Regions from separate parts of the Sus scrofa genome. Here region 2 is linked to region 1. The links are chromatin contacts, called in public Hi-C maps. All regions are on one chromosome and are shown on one strand. The core of a region is the stretch at or near the end of the contact, and the rest is flanking DNA. Distances in the headings are between cores, read along the strand shown. Region 1 holds the start of ACADS (acyl-CoA dehydrogenase, C-2 to C-3 short chain). Region 2 overlaps ACACB (acetyl-CoA carboxylase beta).

Region 1 (3,079 bases), core at 33-2,532:
ACCTTCATGCCCTTTGAGGGAAAGAAATCTTCCTCCCAGCAACCCAACTCCCTTGCAACCTCTTGGCACAAGAATAGGCGGGGATTTGATAAGATTTCGGGTGCTACCTACCAGGAATAAATACAATAATGGGATGGAGAGTGTGTGGGAGGAAACACTGGCATCCCGAAGTCAGGGGAGGTCTCAGTGAGTGATGAAGGGAAGGAGCGCTCTAGCTGAGGGAAGGATGACTGCAAAAGGCCAGAGGCAGGAACCTGACAGAGGTGCTGGAGCTGCCCCATGAGTAGGCTCAATAGTACCTGCAGCTGTCCTGCTAAAACTGGGAGGCTACTACATACTGCAGGTAACCACCATTCTTAACCCACTAACAAACTTTATAGCCTACCTTTTTTTTTTTTTTTTTATTGTCTTTTTGCCATTTCTTGGGCCACTCCTGCGGCATATGGAGGTCCCAGGCTAGGGGTCTAATCGGAGCTGTAGCCGCCAGCCTATGCCAGAGCCACAGCAACACAGGATCTGAGCTGCGTCTGCAACCTATACCACAGCTCATGGCAATCCCAGATCCTTAACCCACTGAGCAAGACCAGGGATCGAACCTGCAACCTCATGGTTCCTAGTCGGATTCGTTAATCACTGTGCCACGATGGGAACTCCAGCCTACCATTTTTAATACTCTCCCTTTGAGGCATAATCATAACCAGCTCAACCTGCTTACACCAAACCGACTTGAAATCCCTAGTCGCTTTCTCATCAGTTAAGTCATATAGCACTTGTAATTGCAGCAATCCTAATCCAAACCCCATGAAGCTTTATAGGAGCAACAGCTCTAATAACTGGCCACGGCTTAACATCCTCTATGATATTCTGCCTCGCAAACACTAACTATGAACGCCTACATAGCCGAACCATAATGCTAGCCTGGGGCTTTACAGACATTTTTACTGCGTGAGGTTGGAGCAAGGATAGCAAGTGCGTGGTGGGCGCGGAGTCGGGGAAGTAGAGGGCATAGGCCCCAGAGGGCATCTCACTCAGCTAAACTGGATTTTAGGAGAGATCAGCCCACCCTCGAAGAGTTTAAAAATCCTGAGTGCACTCCGAAAGCGGGACAGTTAAATTTTAGCTCCTGGGAGGGAGGCGGGACTCGGGAGGACCCGCCCCCGATGCCTGAGGGGCGTGGCCTTTGGCTCGCGCCGGCCCCGCCCCCCGCGACCCGGAACCTTGCTCACTGTTGAGAGGTCTCCGGGTAGCAGTGCAGTATTGTCACCTGACTCCGGTCTCAGTCCTTCATGGCTGCCGCGCTGCTCGCCCGAGCCTGCGGCCCTGTCCGCGGAGGTGAGTGCAATCCGCCTCCACACAGTGGGGAGGGACCGCGACCCTGTCCGCCGTCGGGCTTGCGTCCCGGCGATCTGTTCTCCCCTGCGGCCTGCGGGTGATTCTCCTCTGGTTGCGCGCGGCCTTTGCCCCAGTTAGGCTGCTCCTCGCGCCTGCGTAACCTCACCCCTTCTCTGACCGCTATCCCAATTCCCACCGCTGCATCCACATCCCCTTTCCCTCGTTGACCCTCCGCGGAGCTTGAAGGTGCGCCCTTCTTTAGAAGCCAGGCCTGGAATTGAACCCAGACTCTGAATATGTGACCTTTGGCAGACGCTCAGCCCCTGTCAGCCTCAGCTGCCCCATGTCTAAAATGGCCAGTGTATTACTGTTATTCTCATAGGGCTGTTATAAGGATTAAATCCCAGAGTAGGTAAAACACTAGTACAGTGCTGGCATATTACAGGTGCTCAGTAAGTATTAGCGCTCGTTGATGATTTCATGCAGTACCTTTCCCATATTTTCATTTCTCTCCAGCAGTGGCAGCAGTGACACTTGTGGCCAGGGCTTCCTTAGCCTGGTCAAGACCCACTTACCCCAAATACAAACAATAAAGGGAACCCTCATTGAGAGCTGTCTCTGCCAGAGCCTGTGCTGAGTGCTATAGTTAGTGACTCTTTGCCCTCCCAGCCCAGGAGCTGAATGCTGTTTTCTTCTGCATTTTAGAAAAACCCAGGCTCAGTGAGGTTAAGATCCTTGCCTCAGGTCACAGAGCTGTGCTCTTATTATTGGTGTTGTATTGACAACTGAGTCGGATGGTTGTACAAAGTGTTTAGTAAGCAGAGTAAACATTCAGTTCATTTCTCAACAGCAGTGCTATTGATATTTGGAGCCCATAATTCTTTGTTGTAGTATCTGTCCTGTACAGTGTTAAGCAGTGTTTCTGGCCTCTAGACACTCCATACCAATAGCATTCTACTCTGCTATTGGGGGAGAATATCGTCTGTGTTGGAGAACCACCCAGTTAGTGGATCCTTATTATTATTTGTGTTTTTAGAGCCACACTTGTGGCACATGGAAGTTCCCAGGCTAGGAGTCAAATTGGAGCTGCAGCTGCTGGCCACAGCCACAGCCACAGCAACGGGGGATCTGAGCCTTCTCTGCGACCTACACCTCAGCTCATGGCAACACCGGAACCTTAACCCACTGAGTGAGGCCAGGGATCGAACCCGGATTCTCATGGACACTAGTCAGAGGATCCACAGTGGGAACTCTTGTTATTATTATTATTACACAAGACCTCTTGGGTCCCCCTTCCACTGACTCCTGTTCTTCTCACTGGCAGCTCTCTGGCCTCGGGACTGTCGTCGCTTGCATACCATCTTCCAGTCTGTGGAACTGCCTGAGACATACCAGATGCTGCGTCAGACATGCCGGGATTTTGCCGAGAAGGAGCTGGTTCCCATTGCAGCCCAGGTGGACAAGGAACATCGCTTCCCGGAGGCTCAGGTGAGAGTTCCAACCTCAGCAGCCTATGATGGGATCTGCCTTCGGTCCTAGGATGACTGATGACAGTGACAGAGGCACTGAGACTCCTCCAGTCGAGGAACCCTAAGCAGGAGTGGGGTCCAGGGACCCAGCAATTGCTTGGGAAGTTTCTCTTGACCCACTCGAGGCCTATAGCCAGCATGTGACTTCTGGAATAATAATAATGGTAGGTGTTGCTATGCTTACTGTATACCGGGCATTGTGCTGATGATAATAGTTA
Region 2 (3,020 bases), core at 7-2,506, 1.1 Mb after region 1:
ACAGGGAACTCAACATTCTGGAGTAGACTTTATGGGAAAAGAATCTGAAAAAGAATCAGTACACACACACACACATATATATAACTGAATCACATTGCTATACACCTGAAACTAACACAACATTGCAAATCAACTCTACTCCAAGATAAACTATAAAATAAACTGAAAACCATCCATTTCCACACACACACAAAACCTTTATAGCATTTACATCTACAGAAACCATCAAGCAAGTGCACTGCCTTCCAGCTTCCAATCCTCAGAACAACTTAATGGATGTTACGATTGCAGTGGTCTTGTTTTCAGTACCATTTTACAGTTTGGTAAACTGCAGCTCAAAGAAGCTTGGTTCCTTGCCTTTGCTCAAATCCAAGCCCAACGCTCATTCCTTTTCCACTGTCCCGCCACCAAGAGTGGATATAAATAAATTCCATGAAGCGGAGGGTGTTACCATGTTGCTACAAGCAACACCTGGCTGTGTACCTGGACCAGGGGAGCTACAGGGCCAAGTGTACTTAACTGCGCCAGACGTGCATACAGTCTAGAAGGAGCTCGGTGTGATGAGACCTGCTCATCAACCCAGGTCCCAAAGTCAGCGGTGCCGCAGATTTAAGAAGAGACAAAGAAATAGAGTGGGGATCAGGGGGCTACCGCCTTCGAGAGGCAACAGCAACTCTCTGAGCCAAGTCATGATTCTTATTTGCTATTTTCTACTTCCTTATACGTACAGAATCACATATGGCATTTACAATGTTACTGATCAAGGCTATAGACATGCAAGGCACAGACCCTTTGTATTTATTGATGCTATAAATGATTAACCCTCCAGAGAAATTTTATATTGTTTAGGCTTAAGGCTCTTACGCCCTTTCCTCCAACTCCCTTAGGGTTCTGGTCATGAGAACAAGAATATCAATGTCTTTCCGTCAATGACATCTGGAGTATTTGGCAACTTGCTTTCAAGCAGCCACTCATATGATGTACATTTCCCGTCTCACTCCCCTTCCCCCAGAGGTCTGGGAAAGTCTTATATATTTTGTAAGCCTAGATTAGCGTTATTCTTCAAGTGCCATCTAGTTTCTTTGGCTCACTATGGCTTGTATACATGCATATCTGGCAAGCCTCCAACATCGGTGCATGTTGTTCAAGTCCACAACCCCTGGAGTCCTTCCAATGAACCCTTGCGGACATGCTGTGCCGAGCGGCTGCCCTTCACTGAAACAACCCAGCTGACCCGAAAACCCAGCGAGGGCCAAAGCTATTTTTATTTCTTGCAAACCAAACTCAAGCAACAGCTGCCTGGTGCCAGGGCAGTCGTGGCCCTGGTCATAACGAAGGCAGGAAACCACTCGCTTCCAGCAGGTGCTGGCTGGCCGCCAAGCAAGGGCTGGAGAGGGAGGGAGGGGTCATGAGTTTGTTTTCCAGCCCCAACCCCTCAACACGGCCTCCATACCTGGCTGGCCTTTTGAAGGACAGAGAGGACAGAATGTCAGCGGGAATACCAGCCACCCTGTTGTACACTGGATTTTTCCTCCCACCCAGATGAACCCCGAGCACTCGCTGCCACTTACGGTCACTGCAGATGGGGCCACCAGCTCCATTCTCGTGTAGTCTGACAGGCACCCACAGGGTGACTAAGGGAAGTGGGCCCGGGGAGTGTCACCTTTCAGCCAGAGGCTGGTATGATGCACCATGCCATGGGGGAGGAGCCTGGACCAGCCCATGCCAGATACCAATGAGTTTTCTCCCGAGTCAGGTGTACAGCACACTCTTAATCTGTCATCTGCAAATATAAGACACAGCCACTGTGCTAAGAGCTTCACACACATGATCAACTTCTCCCTGTAGCCCTCTGCAAAAGGTACCACTTCTTCCTCCACTTTTTTTTTTTTAACCTTTTCTGGGGCCGCTGCCATGGCATATGGAGGTTCCCAGGCTAGGGGGTCTAATTGGAGCTGTAGCTACCGGTGTACACCATAGCCACAACAACATAGGATCCGAGCCACGTCTGAGACCTACACCACAGCTGATGGCAATGCCGGATCCTTAACCCACTGAGCAAGGTCAGGGATCAAACCCACAACCTCACGGTTCCTAGTCAGATTCGTTAACCACTGAGCCACGATGGAACTCCCTTCCTCCACTTTCATAGGCTCCATCACTCCCCCAATTCACAGTTTTGGGATCCAGTGGCCTCACTTTAAAGCCCACACTCCTTATCATCGTGCCCTCCCACTCTGTGTGCAGAATTTCCCTCCATGAGGCCTGAGCAAGATCCTAAGTCAGCAGACCCGAGAAGTGACTGTCAGGACGGACGGCCTGGTTTCTTTGAGCTACAGGTTTTTATTTATTTATTTATTTATTTATTGTATTTTTGCCATTTCTTGGGCTGCCGCCACCACATATGGAGATTCCCAGGCTAGGGGTCGAATTGGAGCTGTAGCCACCGGCCTACGCCAGAGCCACAGCAACGCAGGATCCGAGCCACGTCTGCAACCCACACCACAGCCCATAGCAACGCCAGATCCTTAACCCACGGAGCAAGGCCAGGGATCAAATCTGCAACCTCATGGTTCATAGTCGTATTCGTTAACCACTGAGCCATGACGGGAACTCCAGGTTTGTTTTTAAATCTCTGCTGCATCCACTCCCCTAAGGAACTAAAATGCAACCAAGACATAAAGAACAAAACTACTTCCCTAGCCTTGGGGTGTTCCTCCTGGGAATGGCTTCAAGGGAGACAGGCGGGATCTGCCCAGAGAAAGAAATGAGCTTTCTCAAATCAAGATTTAGCTGCTAGAATCCCAGCATCAGGAAAAGCCACATCTGGAAAGCAGTTCAGAGAGAACTACTTCCAGGGGTGAGGATGGCTGGGAAGGAGAGCTAAGAGGAGCATTTTCTCTGGGCCTTTGAAGGCTGAATAGGAGTTTACCAAGTTGCCAGGGGAGGCGTGGGCAGGAAATCTCAAACAGAATTTGCTCTTGGCACCATGCTTATATGCCAACTTGGCCAAAGTTACT

What was found. A called contact is a pair of places that touch in the nucleus more often than the background predicts.
Region 2: a contact with region 1 is called in a Hi-C map of skeletal muscle, with 15 times the contacts expected there. The contact joins the enhancer-like site here to the promoter of ACADS in region 1. A contact is called at or near these places in 6 of 47 Hi-C or Micro-C datasets (alveolar macrophages, mesenteric adipose tissue, psoas muscle and 1 more).

Annotation. Positions count from the first base shown.
Region 1 is chr14:40,641,633-40,644,711 of Sscrofa11.1, forward strand. It overlaps ACADS (acyl-CoA dehydrogenase, C-2 to C-3 short chain), which reads left to right and starts at 1,283. Exons shown (of 10, transcript NM_213898.1): 1 at 1,283-1,332; 2 at 2,657-2,820. The coding sequence starts at 1,287.
Region 2 is chr14:41,727,420-41,730,439 of Sscrofa11.1, forward strand. It overlaps ACACB (acetyl-CoA carboxylase beta), which reads right to left. Exons shown (of 57, transcript NM_001206399.1): 2 at 1,572-1,783. Among named protein-coding and RNA genes, the nearest start is that of ACACB, 11 kb to the right of the region's middle. Within about 2 kb of position 1,257, at least 16 of the 83 cell types and tissues checked have an H3K27ac peak or open chromatin away from gene starts, as enhancers often do. A contact at or near this core is called in skeletal muscle, where this site is marked.